4 separate regions of the Sus scrofa genome follow, and regions 2, 3 and 4 are each linked to region 1. A link is a contact called in public HiChIP or PLAC-seq data. All regions are on one chromosome and are shown on one strand. Each heading gives the region's core, a stretch centred on a gene start, on an enhancer-like site or on the middle of the called end of the contact. The rest is flanking DNA. Distances are from core to core; before and after follow the strand shown. Region 1 holds the start of C12H17orf49 (chromatin complexes subunit BAP18). Region 2 holds the start of SLC25A11 (mitochondrial 2-oxoglutarate/malate carrier protein). Region 3 holds the start of PLD2 (phospholipase D2). Region 4 holds the start of MED11 (mediator complex subunit 11).

Region 1 (3,472 bases), core at 605-3,104:
AGAAGGGAGGGGAGGGCAGGGGCAGTGGGCCACTCTGAAGGGACACGGGGGCGCCCCGTCCTAAGAATGCAGGCCAGGGTCCCAGCGCTTTGGGCAGGCTCTGATCTTTCTGAAGCTGTGCAGCCACTTAGGGCCAATGGAGCGTGAAGAGCGGAGTCCCTCGGCTGAGTCGTGGGACAGGCCCAGCTCCTAATTCTCTTCTGGGAGGGATGACTGGATGTGTGGAAGCTACCAGGTGAGCCTGGGTGATCGACAGGTAGCCTGAGACTTATCCTGATCTGCTAGTTCAGAATCCTAATACCGCTGGAAACACCGCAGGAGCGTCTCGAAAGATCTGTACAAATAACCAGGGAACTCCTATCACCAGATTCGATTGCTCAGGCAACCTAAAATCCAATTCTTGTAAGGGCCTGACTGCCAGAGCATTTTAGTTAACTTCTGATCAATTGTAACAATTCTTTTACTCTTTCAGTCCTCGAGGGAATGCTAACAAAACTAGCAACCGAGTAGGAAAGATGTTGAGCTGGGCGTTCTGAGGAAGACGGAGCAACGGGCATGGAGGAAGAAAGCTGCCCACCCACCCTCTCTCTGCCAGCCAACCCTCCCTCACACTGTCCGTTCCTTGATGACACAGCTGATGTGATTAAGATCGTCCCCAAATCGCTTCACAGCAGCCCTCAGCATCTCTATCTCCGTCTCCGTCCACTTGGCACTGTCAGAAGGGGAGAGGGGAATTGCCAAAGTGGGAGGAGGAGGAGGGGTGTGGAGCCAGCCCACCGGCCATGCATTCCACAGCAACCAGCCTCCTCCCCTCAATGCCTGGGGCCCCTCCCACGGGTCCACAAAGACATCCTCCTTTAAAAAAAAAAAAAAAAAAAAGGTCCCGTGGGAACCCTGAGGACCCCCCAAGCACACAATATTGCAACAAGCGCCACCTTAGAAGAAACCCTCCCCCCCCAACGTGACACTGCTGCTGTAAACAGCATTCAAAAGTAGGAATCTTACAAACAGAACCCCTAAACACAGTCTGCAGCAGTTTGACAGAATGCCACATGATTGGGGTAGGTGGGGAGTGGTGGTGATCTACAGTCTGCTAGTTCGCAGCAGGGTAGAGCTGTGAAATGAGTCCGGATCGTGAGCCTCAGTCTGTGTTTCATTCATTCATTCATTCATGCAACAATCATTTATTAACACCTATTCTGCGCTGTGCCAGGCACAAAGGGAAACTAACATCTGTCCCGGCCCTAGAGAGTGTCCGTGTCTGTGACCGAGTCCCAGCGTCCGCTCTCAGCGTCCACGTCCCAGCCTGGGCTCACGTACCCCGCCGGGGATGAGTCGGCCACGGGATGCAGCTGCATGGTCAGCTCCCCGAGCTTCGTGAAGGCGGCGCCCGCCGCGGAGAAGATCTCTCCGACCTGGGGGCGGGGCAGCATTACGGGGGGCCGGCGCACACCCCCGCGCCGTCCCGCCCGGAGCCCCTAACCCCACCCCAGGCTGGACTCCCGCCCGCCACCCCACCCCCGCCCCCCGCCCCCGCCCCGGACGGAAGAGCCGGGAGCCAACTGAGAGCCCGCCCTCCCGTGGCCGCCAGGGAGCGCTGTCCGCGAGGGAGGTCGAACCTTTGTGGACGCTGACGTCATGGCCCCGCGCGCCTCCTCACGGAGACGCAGCCGCCGCCGCTAGCCCAGAGCCGGGACCACGGAGAGCGGGGAGACCGAACGGCTCCGGCCTCCGCGCAGGAAGTCCCGCCCCTTCCCGCAGCTGATTGGCTCCAGCTCGGCCGCTCTTCGCCTCACTAGCCACGGTTACTTAGGTCGCCTCCGCGCGCGCAGGGAAGGAAAGTGGAAGACACCGCCTCACTTCCGGCTCTGCTGCATTCCACTTCCGTCGAGGGGTCGGACTCCCTATTTGGAGGCAGATCTCCCGCCCCGGTGCCCGCCCCCCAGCCCAAGCATACACAGGAGGCTTCAGAGAGCAGTTTCTCTTTTATTGTGGAACCGGACATGGCAAGAGGGCCAGAGGGATAGGGGACGGCCAGCCCTAGCCTCCCTCCACTGGGGGCAGTCTCCCGAGGTTGGTGAACAAGGGATTCCATCTCTAGCCAGGGAAACCCAGTCCGCAGAGGGCTCCAGAATGGGCGGGGCGGGGCGGGGGCGGGGTTGACCGGGTGGTCTTTAAATAGAAGAGGGGGCTGGAGCGGGGAAACGCAGTGGTGCTCTAGCGCACCATATATTCCTTGCGCTTATTGAGCCGAACTTGGCAGAAAGAGAAGCCTCCGAGGAGAAGGTAAAGGCCCGCGGCGATGAAACAGTTGTAGCTGACTTGCTCGTAGAGCTTGTATATGTCCTGGGGGCCATTCCTAGGGGTGGGATTAGGTAGAGAAATGTCAGAAACATTAAGAGCAGCCAACATTTACTGAGCACTATGTGCCAGGTACCGTTCTAAAAGATTTTACGTGTGTTATCTTTTTCAATCTTCATAACCCTATGGGGTGAGTTCTAGTATAGTATCCACTTTGCAGAGGTGGACGGAGGCCCAGAAAAATAAAATGCCTAACTAAAGAAGCCGCCCCAAAGTGGTGGGTTTAGTATGGTCGCTGAGGTCTGACCCAAAACTGCTCCTGTGTGCCAAAGAGAGCAACTCTCCGCACCCAGTTCCCTGGCCTCCTGGCCCCAAGCATCCCACTTTCTGCAGTTTCCCCACCCATAATTCTGACCATTTCCGCTGCCGCCTCTCCACTTACTCAAAATCTTTCTCCGTGAAAGGAACGTCTTCAATGAGCACAGCAGAGTGGACATTGAAAAAGATTCCGAGCATTATCTGAAAAAAGGAAAAGGGTAGCTTGTTGAACCTCAGGTACCTGACGGGTCACCGCCTAAACTCCTCCCACTTTGAATGTTGCCACAACATCTGGGTTTGGGAATTACCAAAACGACCTGGGATTAGGGATGGTTGTTGCCGGATTTGGGCTCCAGTCACCCGGAATAGGGTGTGAGTGTGACATAAAGAAGACTTTGCTGGGGCAAGGGCAGGAAGAGTGAGGGACCCAGATTATCCTTCTCTCTGGAGGCGTCATTATCATGGGACAGCGCGGAGGAGGTCAAGGGGAATCGGCACTTCTCCATATTTCTTCCTCAAGTGGGGCGAGAAACAAGGCCCAGCTACCCCTCTCGGGACCAAGCGCTCCCTTTCCCAATGCCCTCCATTCAGCTCAAGGATCTCTCAAGAACCCAGCTCTTCTTCTTACCCTGAGGGGTCTCCAAATGTACCATCCCCGGCTCCCATTCCAAGCTCCAGCTCCCCTCGCCCCTTTCCCCCCTCCCAGTTCTCCATTTTTCAATTCAGTTCTTTCTCGTTCTCCAGCGGCTAATCAACCACCCCCTCCAGCCTGCCTGCTGCTTTCCAAGGCCTGAAGTCTCCTAGCCTCCAGCCCTCCAGCAACAGGGCCCCTCAGGCCCTCTCTCCGGTTCTC
Region 2 (3,472 bases), core at 280-2,779, 450 kb after region 1:
TTTTTGTAGCCCCGGCGCTGGTCAGGTGGAAGCCTGGCGGGAAGGCAGGAAGAGGCCAAATTCAGGAGAGACCACCCTGTCCCCACAGGAGCGAAGAAAAGGAGGCCAGAAGGCCGTGAACGGGTGAATGCTGTACTCCAGCTCTAGGATAAGAAATCAGGTCTTTCACTGGAGATTCTAGGGAACGGAGCTGGGGTCAGGCTCAAACCTGGAACTCACCGGCCATCAGCAGTCATGCGGATAAGAGCCACCTCAGCTGGCGTTCCCACAAAGGCACCAGTTGCGCCTGCAGTCATGCCAATCAGGGCCTTCAGCAGAAAGCCAGGGGGTGTACCGTCAGCCCCAGTCAGGCGCTCAAACAGCACGGTATAGATACCAAGGCGAGTGGTGGTATAGGTGGCCTGGCGAAGCAGGCCAGCTGACAGCCTGGGGAGCGAAAGGGTCAGTGCATCAAGCCAAGGTCTGGAGCTGCCAACCCACACCCTACCTCCCCCATCATCTGGCCCCAGTACCCTGTATAAATGCCCCTCAGGCCTTCCGCCCTCAGGATGCTCGTGAGGGCATGGAAGCTGGTTTTGTACTCTCGTGTCTTGGCTCCTTCTCCACTCAACTGCATCCGGTTCTTCACCAGGTCCAGGGGCTGTACAAAAACTGTTGCTCCCATCCTGGGGAAAGAAAGGGGTGGAGTCAAGTGCCAGGTGTTCCAGATCTACCAATGCCCCCTGGAACCTGGCAACAAGAGGTCACAAAGGGCAGGGTCTGCCATGTGACTGACCAAGTTTTAGGAGGCTGGCGGACATGTGTACAAGAGTCTCCACATGTACCAAGAGCAATAAGTCTGAAAAGTCCAGGGGTCCAGTAGGGGCCATGCAAGAAAAGTGCTCCATGCAGCTCCAAGGGTGTCAAGCAGGGATCCCAGGACTGCATGCAGTCGGACCCAAAGAAGAGAGGTGGGCACTTATGACCTGGGATCCCACGTTGTCCAGCAGGAGCCATGCAATGACCTGGAACCCCAAACAGCCCCTCAGAGCCAAGCAATGGGTTGGGAAACTCAGGCGGCCCGGCAGGAGCCGTGCATGCAGCCCAGAAGGGACCCTGCGATGGGTAAAAAGATCCTGGTAGCCCATCATGGATCTCGCACTACGACGGGGACCGCGCTGACCCCGTGCCGGCTCGGTTCACTCTAACAGATCCAAAGATGAGCCGGGCCTGGTTGCTTGCATCCGTCCTTTCCTCCTCCTGTCCCATCCCTGGGGCCTGAGCTTACCCGGCCAGGCCCCCAAACAGGAACTTGACCGACTTAGGGGAGGTACGGGGCTTCGCGTCCATCCCACCGGCCCCGGGACTCGCCGTCGCCGCCATCGCCACTCAATGGCCCTCGGCTCCCGGTCCCGTGCGCGCGCGGCCCCGCTCGCGCCCAAGGTGACACTGCGCGCGCAACAGGGGCGAGGGCGCGCGCGCACACCCCTCCGGCTCTCAGGTCCAGCGCTAGCTGGAAGTTGGCGCAGGCGCGAGCGCAAGGGCAGCCGGGAGTAAGGCGGAGCTGAAGGAGGAGCTTCCAGAATGGGTGCGGGAAGGGGTGTGGCTGATTTAGGAAGCCAGAGCATAGGTGCAATTTTTATCGAATTGGAGTCGCGGGAACACAGAGAAGAGGGTTTCTGAAGATCTCGCGAGATCTCGTGAGCTTAGACTAGCCCGAGTTAGGCAGTCCCTCGCGGTAGGTACGGGAAGCTCTCAGCAGGTGGGAGGGATGTGTGTGGGAGAACTCTCGCGAGACGTGAAGATACGGCGGCGGCAGTGGCGGCGGCCAGAGGGAGGCGGAGAGGTTTGTAAGCCAGCCAGTTGCAGGATCCTGGGCACTAGAGGGGAAACAACCAAGCTGTTGCCTGGGGCTTCGGTGCTCCTTTCGTCTGTACAGGCACTCCTCTCACCTCTAATCTTTTCTTTTAACCGGACTTTTAGGACCGGAAGTCCTTCGTCTGGAGCGTCCAATGCTGGAAGCGGCCTGACCTTCTTTGCCGGAAACCCTCTTACAGGGAATGGGAATACGGCCCACCTGGCCGGAAGTCCCACCTCCGTGATCTCCCCCCACCCTTCCAGAAGTTTTTCTGTCACCTGGGCTTGCTTCTGTTCCTTTCCCCCGTTTTATTCCTATACCAGAAAAGGGTATTTTTAGTGTCGCCTTCCCGGCTCCACTAAGGGGGTTGGCTATCTCACTCCCCGAGTCGGGGGTCCTTCCCCTCGTCCCCATGTAGCTGAGAAGGGGGACCTGGGGGTGGTTGGACCCCTGGGACCCTGAGGAAGGGCCAGAGAGGGCGCAGAACTCCGCTTCTGCTCCTGCTATCGGGACGCGGCCTCCTCCGCCTCTCCCCTCCCGCTGCCATGCACCCTGCGGCCTTCCCGCTTCCTGTGGTTGTGGCCACTGTGCTGTGGGGAGTGGCCCCCAGCCAGGGGCTTATTCGAGCGGTGAGTCTGAGGGGCAGATGGGGGAAGGGCGCTGAAGGGGAGAGGTTGCAGGCTAAAGGAGAGACATGGACTCTTGCCGCAGATCTCGGACCACAATGCCAGCATGGACTTTGCAGACCTCCCAGCTCTCTTTGGGGCTGCCTTGAGCCAGGAGGGACTTCAGGTGATTTTCTTCCCTTTTTCCTGTTTCCCAAAATTTTCCCTCTTGGATGATTGAAGCTGGAGGTAGAAGAGTCAAGTTAGGAACTTAGCGCAAGAGCACATCTGGCCTGGTGGAATCCAGAATCGGAGGGAGGAGACAAAGTCTACTCCTAGAACTCTGAGCCTTATGAAGGAGACTGAAAGTGGACCAAGATAAAAGGCACCAGGGGTGGTGCTTATCAGTAGGGTCTCTAGAGCCAGTTATTGGTTTTTATGACCTTGGACAAGTTAATTATCTCTCTGGGCCTTAGTTTGTTTTACTGTAAAGATGGAATAACAGTAAAAGTTACCACAGGATTATTGTGAGAATTAAATTAGGTAAGCAGCTTTGTAGTACTTCACAAAGACTGCCACATAGCAAGAACTCAGTTGGGCCATAGATACCAGTATAGTTGTTTCCAAGATGGGTAATTGGAAAGTGAAGAGGGTGTTAAAAAAACAAAATTCAACTGAGTGAATTTTAAAGCTTTTACTGGCTTGTATTCAACGACCCCATGGATTGAGCAGTATCCCACCTAGCAGACAGAAAGGATCTCTGAAGAACTATACAAAACTAAAGACTTAGGGGCAGAAGCGGGTGGGACAGGAAAGTTATGCTGGCAAAAAAGCTGACTTATTTGTGGCAAGATCACCTTTCTTTAGGAGACGGTAGGGGGACTCTCGGGCAGCTTACCTCACTAGTGCTGGATTCCATTTCTGGGGGAGGTTAAAATTATAAATTAAGCTTGGTGTTATGGGGCTCAGCACAAGTAACTCCATTTAGGGTACTTTTTTTTTTTCTTTTAAACAGAGGGGAGTATATGCT
Region 3 (3,472 bases), core at 312-2,811, 330 kb after region 1:
GCCACAGCCACAGCAATGCCACATCTGAGCTGCATCTTCGACCTACACCACAGCTCACTGCAATGCCGGATTCTTACCCCACAAGCAGGGCCAGAGATCGAACCTGCAACCTCATGGTTCCCAGTCAGATTCGTTAACCACTGTGCCACAATGGGAACTCCAAAAAAAAGTGCTTATTTATTTATTTATTTTGTCTTTTTGCTATTTCTTGGGCCGCTCCCGCGGCATACGATGATTCCCAGGCTACGGGTCGAATCGGAGCTGTAGCCACCGCCCTATGCCAGAGCCACAGCAACTCGGGATCCGAGCCGCATCTGCGACCTACACCACAGTTCACGGCAATGCCAGATCCTTAACCCACTGAGCAAGGGCAGGGACCGAACCCGCAACCTCATGGTTCCTAGTCGGATTCGTTAACCACTGCGCCACGACAGGAACTCCAAAAAGTGCTTTTTAATGGCGACTTAAAAATAGCCCTGGAGTTCCTAGTTGTGGCTCAGTGGTAACAAACCCAACTAGTATCCATGGGGACTCAGGTTCAATCCCTGGCCCCCTCTCAGTGGGTTAAGGATCCAGCATTGCCATGAGCTGCAGCAAAGGTCACAGACCTGGCTCAGATCCTGTGTTGCTGCAGCTGTGGTGTAGGCCCACAGCAACAGTTCTGATTAGACCCCCAGCCTGGGAACTTCCACATGTCATGGGTACAGCCCTAGAAAAAAAAAAAAATAGTCTTCGTTTGACACTTTCTTCACTGTCTCTATATTTTAAATGTGTACAATTAGGAATCAAATGAGTTTCGCCATTTCTTAAAAAGTTAAAATACAATTACATGACCCAGCAACTCCTCTCCTAGCTATTTACCCAAGAGAAATGAAGACATATCTACACAAAGACTTACCCAGGAATGTTTATAACAGCTGTAGTCATATAGACAAAAACTAGATACAACCCAAATGTCTATCAAGAAATATCCATCAACCCATTCCTCCATCCAGAAGAGATAAATCTACTTTTTAAAAAATGAAATATTTTGTCTTTTGTAACCTGAAAAATAGCCTGTTTTCCTGTTTGCTCTTCGGTAAGTTCCAGAAGAGCAGGTGCTGTGATAGTCTTGTTCACTATTGTACGCCCAGTGTCTGGCGCAGAGCAAGCGTGCAATAAGGAATGAATGAAAGAAAACTTGGGTACGTTAATGAACTAGTGGCCACCAGTCCTCAAGGCTTCCATCATTCCTTCCATCTGCAAATGCCAGCTGGGCCGGCCCGGGCATTTCTCCGGTCGCTTCTGCAAAGTGAGTCCGGCCAGAGGCCCAGGCGGGATGGGCGGCCGGAGGGGACCCCGGGGGCCCGCGCCCGCGCGGAGGAGGGTGCGCAGCGCCGAGCGCCCACAGGGCTGCGGCCCGGCACGTGCAGATCGACGGCGCGGGACAGCCGGGTGGACAGAGCCGCGCGGATGCTCGGAGCCTGCTGCGCGATCCCGAGGCGCAGAGGGCGGCCCCCAGTCCCCGGTAGCGCGCAAGGACGCCGGGGCGGGCCGAGGGCGGCGGGGGCGGGACAGGCCGGACGAGAATCCCGCGGAGGTGAGGCCGGAGGCCGGCCCGCCCCCGGGGGCAGGCCCTGAGCGCCCGCCCCGCCCCGGCCCGCTGGGGTGTGGGTTCCCGCTCCGGCTCTGCACCGCTCCCTCTGCTTGCGAAGCCGCGCCCTCGCCGGCTCCGGCTGCCCGGGTGAGGGGACCTGGGAGGGGGCGCCGCGGAGGTCCCGGGCCCGGGAAACAGGGCGGGAACGGGAGTGGGTCCTGGCTTCGGGGCCTCCGGACTCAGCCCCATGCTCAGATTTCGGGGTTTCCCTCCCGGGCGGGGACGCGTAACTTCCTCATTCCCGCCTGGACCCCTTCTTCCAGCTGGCTTGGCCTGGCTGGAATCCCGGCGGTTCCGGGCCCTTTGCAACCCCCGGGGTCCCTCCCCTGGCTTCTGCTGTGCCTTCCTTCGGGGCCTGGCCGGGTGTTCCTCGGCACGCTGGTTAGGGGACTGGAGGCGGAGCTCAGGGATTCTGGATGAAGGATCGAGATAAGGGATGGAGATTAGATGCGTTGCAGACCGATGGGCCATTATCAGGGAGAGGATGGGTGTCAGCGGGAGCCGGGTGGGGGGAAATGAGGGACCGACGGGAGACGGAGGACCGTGAGATGGGATGGGAGACAGGGTTCTGCAGAGCAGATCGCCTTCCCGAAGCTTCCCCGTATTCCTAGGATGGCGGCGACCCCCGAGAGCCTCTTCCCGTCTGGGGATGACCTGGACTCGAGCCAGTTACAGATGGAGCGGGATGAGATGGACACTCTGAGGGAGGGAGAGGACCCAGGTACACCCCGACGACAGCCCCGGAGGAGAGGAGGAGGAGGGCGCTGAGACCTCCTGGGGTCCACATTCTTCTGCTTTCTTTCCTGCCAGCTGACCGGATGCACCCCTTTCTGGCCATCTACGACCTCCAGCCCCTGAAAATGCACCCCCTGGTGTTTGCCCCTGGGGTCCCTGTCATAGCCCAGGTGGTGGGCACTGAAAGATACACCAGTGGATCCAAGGTGGCTGGAGGGGGCAGGGGAGGGCTGGTCGGAGTGGGGGGCTGCCACCCATCCAGGGAATGAGCATTCAGTTCCTCACCCCCCCCCCAGGTGGGAACCTGCACCCTCTATTCTGTCCGCTTGACTCACGGCGACTTTACCTGGACAACCAAGAAGAAGTTCCGTCATTTTCAAGAGCTGCATCGGGACCTCCTGAGACACAAAGTCTTGATGAGTCTGCTCCCACTGGCTCGGTGAGGGGGGACCAGACTGCCTCCTGGGAAGGGCAGGTGCCCCTCACCTCGGGCAGCCCGGGCTGCCAGCCCCCAGCCCCCGTCACTGCCTTCTGCCTGCCTCATCCCCAGGCCACAACCATTTTTTTTCCCCAGCTACTTTCCTCCCCCACCTCTGGCCCCTGGGTCCCCTCCTTTGACCCGGGTCACCAGGAAACCTTCCCTGTTCAGCTCACCCTGTCCATGGTTCTGGGCCAACATCCCAGCTGGGCTGGATGCCCGAAATGCCCTTGGCAGCCTCCTGAACCTTTTTCTGCCTCCCTTCTCAGGGTAGGGGGCATTCCTTCTGCCGGCCTCTAGGCCTCCCCCTGAACCCCCTCTCCAGGGCTTCAGGGACCCAGGCACCCAGCTCCCCACTCTCATCGCGCCATCCTTTCCACAGCTTTGCCGTTGCCTATTCTCCAGACCGAGAGGTGGCTGCCAGAGAGATGCCCTCTTTACCCCGAGCAGGTCCTGAGGGCTCCACCAGACATGCATCCAGCAAACAGGTGGGACTGGACAGGAGGTCCTCTGGGAAGGCGTTTGGGGTGCAAATGGTCCTGGTCCCATCCGTCTCTGTCTCCCATCCCTACTTCAGAAATACCTGGAGAATTACCTCAACTGCCTCCTGACCATGTCTTTCT
Region 4 (3,472 bases), core at 435-2,934, 270 kb after region 1:
AAATCCTTTGTCTTATGTCTGCTCATTTTTAAGGGTGAGGGGCTAAGAGGGTGATTAGATCTATGGACACAGTTGGGACTTATCAACTATAGGTTTCACTATGGGGCAAACCGGCTAACTGCCTGGAGAACCGCTGACGTTACGCTTGGGTCTTTTCTCTGAATAGTCAAATTCTCCCGATGAGAGTCTTCTAGTCTCTTACATAGAAGGTATAAGTCTGGTTTCCAGAGTTCTAGAAACTACCACTAGTTAAACTTTCACTTAATCTCTGTTTTCAACACACTCGGGCCCAGGTGCCCTCCATGCCAAAGACTCTCTGTCTTCCAACTCCAACAAAGAAACTTCCAGCAATCTGATGAGTAGTGTCCAAGATATATGAAGTAAAGGAGGGGATGGGGGGGGGCGTCTAACTACTTCAAATTATCCTCCTAATTTTAATACTACCTACAGCCCAGATATACTGCTGTGTGCCACCGATTTAAGGGTACATCAGGCTGGTTCTAAGCTTTCTTCACTGCTGGCTTAGTTACCACTTCACTGCCAAGTCAGTTACCATGTACCCTTCTGCCTTCCGATTTCTATCTAAAGCTTTGCTATTAACTCCTCTCTCTTTCTCCTGGACCCCTTTATAAAATCCCCTTATTGCTATTTTATTAGGATTTAAGAAAGAAGTGAAGTTTAACTGAAAGTCTCCCATTCGTTTGCTCACCCTGTGCAAACTGGCTTCATTCTCAATTTTCCATAAACTTTCGAGATTGATCTTTCTTAAAAGGTAAAGCTGGTCAGAGCACCCTTCTTGAAAATCCTTCAAAGGCTCCAAATGCCTTCAAAATAAAGTCAGGATTCCTTAGCCTGCAAGCTGTTTCCCGATGTGGCTCCCCAGCCCAGTCTCCCCATCACACCTCCCCACCACCACACTCATTCACCCTAAACTGAACGCCCTACTTAATGTTCCAGCCCCCTTCACAGCACCTCGCGCTTGCCTGGGCTTTTCCGTCATCCACTTCAACCTCTCACGCACCGGTTAAGCCTTAAGACTCCGTAAAAGCAGCATTTCCTTCCAGAATCCTTTCTCTGTATTCCTAGAGATACACCCTTGGGCGTATCTCTAATAAAACACCTATCCCACTGTCACGTTAAGCGTCCACCTCATTCAGCTCTGTAGCCAGGGTCAACCCCATAATAGGCAGAGAGGGAAAATGGACCAACTTTTCTCAGAATATACTGACAGTCTGTTTCAGCTGGGCTCCAGAAGTGGGGGAAGCGCTAGGGCGAATAAGGACCACTCACCAAGTTCAGTTTTCCCCAGGTCCCGATAGGTGGCGGAGTGGGATAGGCAGACAGAGGGTCCACGGCTGCGCAGTCTGGAATACCCCAGAGCTCCCACCCTCATCACCTACCACCCAGAAGACGCTCAGTAAATTCTTGTAGAAGAAATTAAACACAGACCACAAGGCAGTGTGAAAGTGGACAGCTTCGAATGGCCTCAGGCTGGGGAATATCTCGATTCTGCCTCTTACCACAGGTGGTTAAGCGATGCGGGGGCAGACCTGACCACGCGCAGGAGCCCCTGGGAGTTGTAGTTCGCCAGAAGAACGGAGAAGGCCGAGACCGCGCTGAGCATCCTGGGAGCTGTAGTGTTAGCGAACGAGCACCTTCCGCGCAAGCGCAAACCGACAGCCACTTCCGGACACTTTTCCGTCGCATTTTGGAAAAGGAGAAAGTCCTGTCCCAGAGTGACAATGGCTACCTACAGCCTGGCGAACGAGCGGTTACGCGCCCTAGAAGACATCGAACGGGAAATTGGAGCCATTCTTCAGAATGCAGGTTCGAGATACGACGACCGGAGGGGGAGCGGGAGCGAGAACAACTGTGTGCACATGCGCCGACCGGAGACTGGGAGCCGGGTTGGGAGGGATCCTAAGCGCGCGCGGAGCGAGCAGGAGTAGGTGGGGCTGCCCCTGGGGCGGGGCTGTACTATCCCCGCCCTAGGTCTCTCTCCAATCCCACAGGTACCGTGATCTTAGAACTGTCCAAGGAAAAAACCAATGAGCGGCTACTAGACCGACAGGCAGCGGCCTTTACGGCGTCGGTGCAGCACGTGGAGGCGGAGCTGTCGGCTCAGATCCGCTATCTCACGCAGGTGTGTGTGTGGTGGGACGTGCTCCGTGGCCCTCCCTCCCCCCAGCTCTCTGTTTTAGCCTTTACCCTTCTGAGGTTCCCGGCCTAGCTTTGTCTTCGGAAATCAGGCAAGACCCGCCTTACCTAGCAGACCGGAAGACCTTGGCAGGGCCCCTCCCTTCCAGCGCCTGCCTTTTCCTCTAAAAGGAAAGGATTAAAGGCGGACCCTGCCTGCGTCACGGAGTTGCATCACTTGAGCCATTGGATGGAAAAGCCCTGGGAGGGGGCGAGTAAACCGTGTCAAAGCCACAGGATTTTCCCTTCGAAACTTGATCAAGGGTATGGGGTCCCAGATGGCTACCGCCTGAGCAGAGGAACAGGATTGAAAGAGTCTGACATCAATATAGCAGCACCCACTATTTACTAAACTTTTACAATGTGCCAAACACTCTGCATTATCGAGTCCTATAACTCTAACTACTTAACTATTTGACTTCCCCTAACTCTAGGGGAAGTAGTTATGGTCATCCCCATTTTACAAATGAGGCTAAGCGAAGTTCAGTGATGCCCCCCAGGTAATCCAGTTACCATATGGCATAGCAAATTCAAACTCTGGGAAAAAATGAGACCTGATGCACCTGATGCCTGATTGTGGAGATGGGAAAGAGAAGGGGTGCTTCATTGATCAATCTGAATGTCCTGTAGGTGGCCACAGGGCAGCCCCATGAGGGCTCCAGTTACTCTTCAAGGAAGGACTGTCAGATGGCCCTGAAGCGAGTGGACTATGCTCGTCTCAAGCTCAATGAGGTGGCCCGAACCTGTGAGCAGATGCTGGAAAACTAGGCTGGGCAGGTGAAAAGCTTGGAGGGAGAGCTCCACTTGCAACCCGACACAGAACCTGGAGGATGGAAGCAGGGCTGCCCTGAATATGCCCAGCTGGTCAGAGGCTAGGAGGACAAGGGGAGCAAAAGGTGGGAATGGAGAAACTTAAAGACCAAGCCCACCCACGGCTGTGCCTTCGCTACTCCAGCAGGGTGCCCCTGCCGGGCACTTCACCAGGCGCTGACAAGCTCAGACAGGAGATGGAGAATCAGACACTGAACCCACTTCCTCATGTCCCTGCCCCAGGCTCCCCACAGACTTGGGCCAATGAAGACACATTCTTCTTCATTGGAAGAGACAAAAGGAGAACTAGGAGTTTTGATAATAAAAACAATAACATTAAAAACAAGGAGCTCGGACTCTCACTGGGGCATATACGGGTGATGAAAGAGGTTGAGGAAGTAAAACCAGGCTGTGTGGCAGCTGCTGAGGAGGGAGGGTGGGAGAGCCTCCCCTCACTGTGGGCTTG

The links. HiChIP or PLAC-seq counts read pairs in DNA pulled down with a chosen protein or histone mark.
Region 2: an H3K27ac HiChIP or PLAC-seq map of alveolar macrophages shows a contact between it and region 1. The contact joins the promoter of SLC25A11 here to the promoter of C12H17orf49 in region 1. A contact is called at or near these places in 2 of 5 promoter capture datasets (fetal liver and liver), 2 of 47 Hi-C or Micro-C datasets (heart right ventricle and skeletal muscle) and 2 of 2 datasets of contacts at active chromatin or transcription factors (alveolar macrophages and skeletal muscle).
Region 3: an H3K27ac HiChIP or PLAC-seq map of alveolar macrophages shows a contact between it and region 1. The contact joins the promoter of PLD2 here to the promoter of C12H17orf49 in region 1. A contact is called at or near these places in 1 of 47 Hi-C or Micro-C datasets (liver) and 1 of 2 datasets of contacts at active chromatin or transcription factors (alveolar macrophages).
Region 4: an H3K27ac HiChIP or PLAC-seq map of alveolar macrophages shows a contact between it and region 1. The contact joins the promoter of MED11 here to the promoter of C12H17orf49 in region 1. A contact is called at or near these places in 3 of 5 promoter capture datasets (fetal liver, fetal skeletal muscle and liver), 2 of 47 Hi-C or Micro-C datasets (embryonic fibroblasts and liver) and 2 of 2 datasets of contacts at active chromatin or transcription factors (alveolar macrophages and skeletal muscle).

The regions. Positions count from the first base shown.
Region 1 is chr12:52,417,371-52,420,842 of Sscrofa11.1, reverse strand. C12H17orf49 (chromatin complexes subunit BAP18) reads right to left here and starts at 1,854. Exons shown (of 6, transcript XM_003131935.6): 1 at 1,620-1,854; 2 at 1,321-1,415; 3 at 611-712. The coding sequence starts at 1,640. RNASEK (ribonuclease kappa) reads right to left here. Exons shown (of 3, transcript XM_003358238.4): 2 at 2,744-2,820; 3 at 1,967-2,359. The coding sequence ends at 2,218. LOC102161115 (a long non-coding RNA gene) reads left to right here. Exons shown (of 3, transcript XR_001300001.2): 3 at 1-668.
Region 2 is chr12:51,968,851-51,972,322 of Sscrofa11.1, reverse strand. SLC25A11 (mitochondrial 2-oxoglutarate/malate carrier protein) reads right to left here and starts at 1,529. Exons shown (of 8, transcript XM_021067766.1): 1 at 1,268-1,529; 2 at 513-665; 3 at 220-426; 4 at 1-33. The coding sequence starts at 1,362. RNF167 (E3 ubiquitin-protein ligase RNF167) reads left to right here and starts at 1,512. Exons shown (of 10, transcript XM_003131906.4): 1 at 1,512-1,825; 2 at 1,963-2,466; 3 at 2,549-2,629. The coding sequence starts at 2,383.
Region 3 is chr12:52,085,893-52,089,364 of Sscrofa11.1, reverse strand. PLD2 (phospholipase D2) reads left to right here and starts at 1,561. Exons shown (of 25, transcript XM_021067789.1): 1 at 1,561-1,723; 2 at 2,248-2,357; 3 at 2,447-2,577; 4 at 2,668-2,810; 5 at 3,232-3,337; 6 at 3,427-3,472. The coding sequence starts at 2,249.
Region 4 is chr12:52,150,415-52,153,886 of Sscrofa11.1, reverse strand. MED11 (mediator complex subunit 11) reads left to right here and starts at 1,684. Exons shown (of 3, transcript NM_001244823.1): 1 at 1,684-1,827; 2 at 2,013-2,143; 3 at 2,827-3,349. The coding sequence starts at 1,743. The coding sequence ends at 2,964.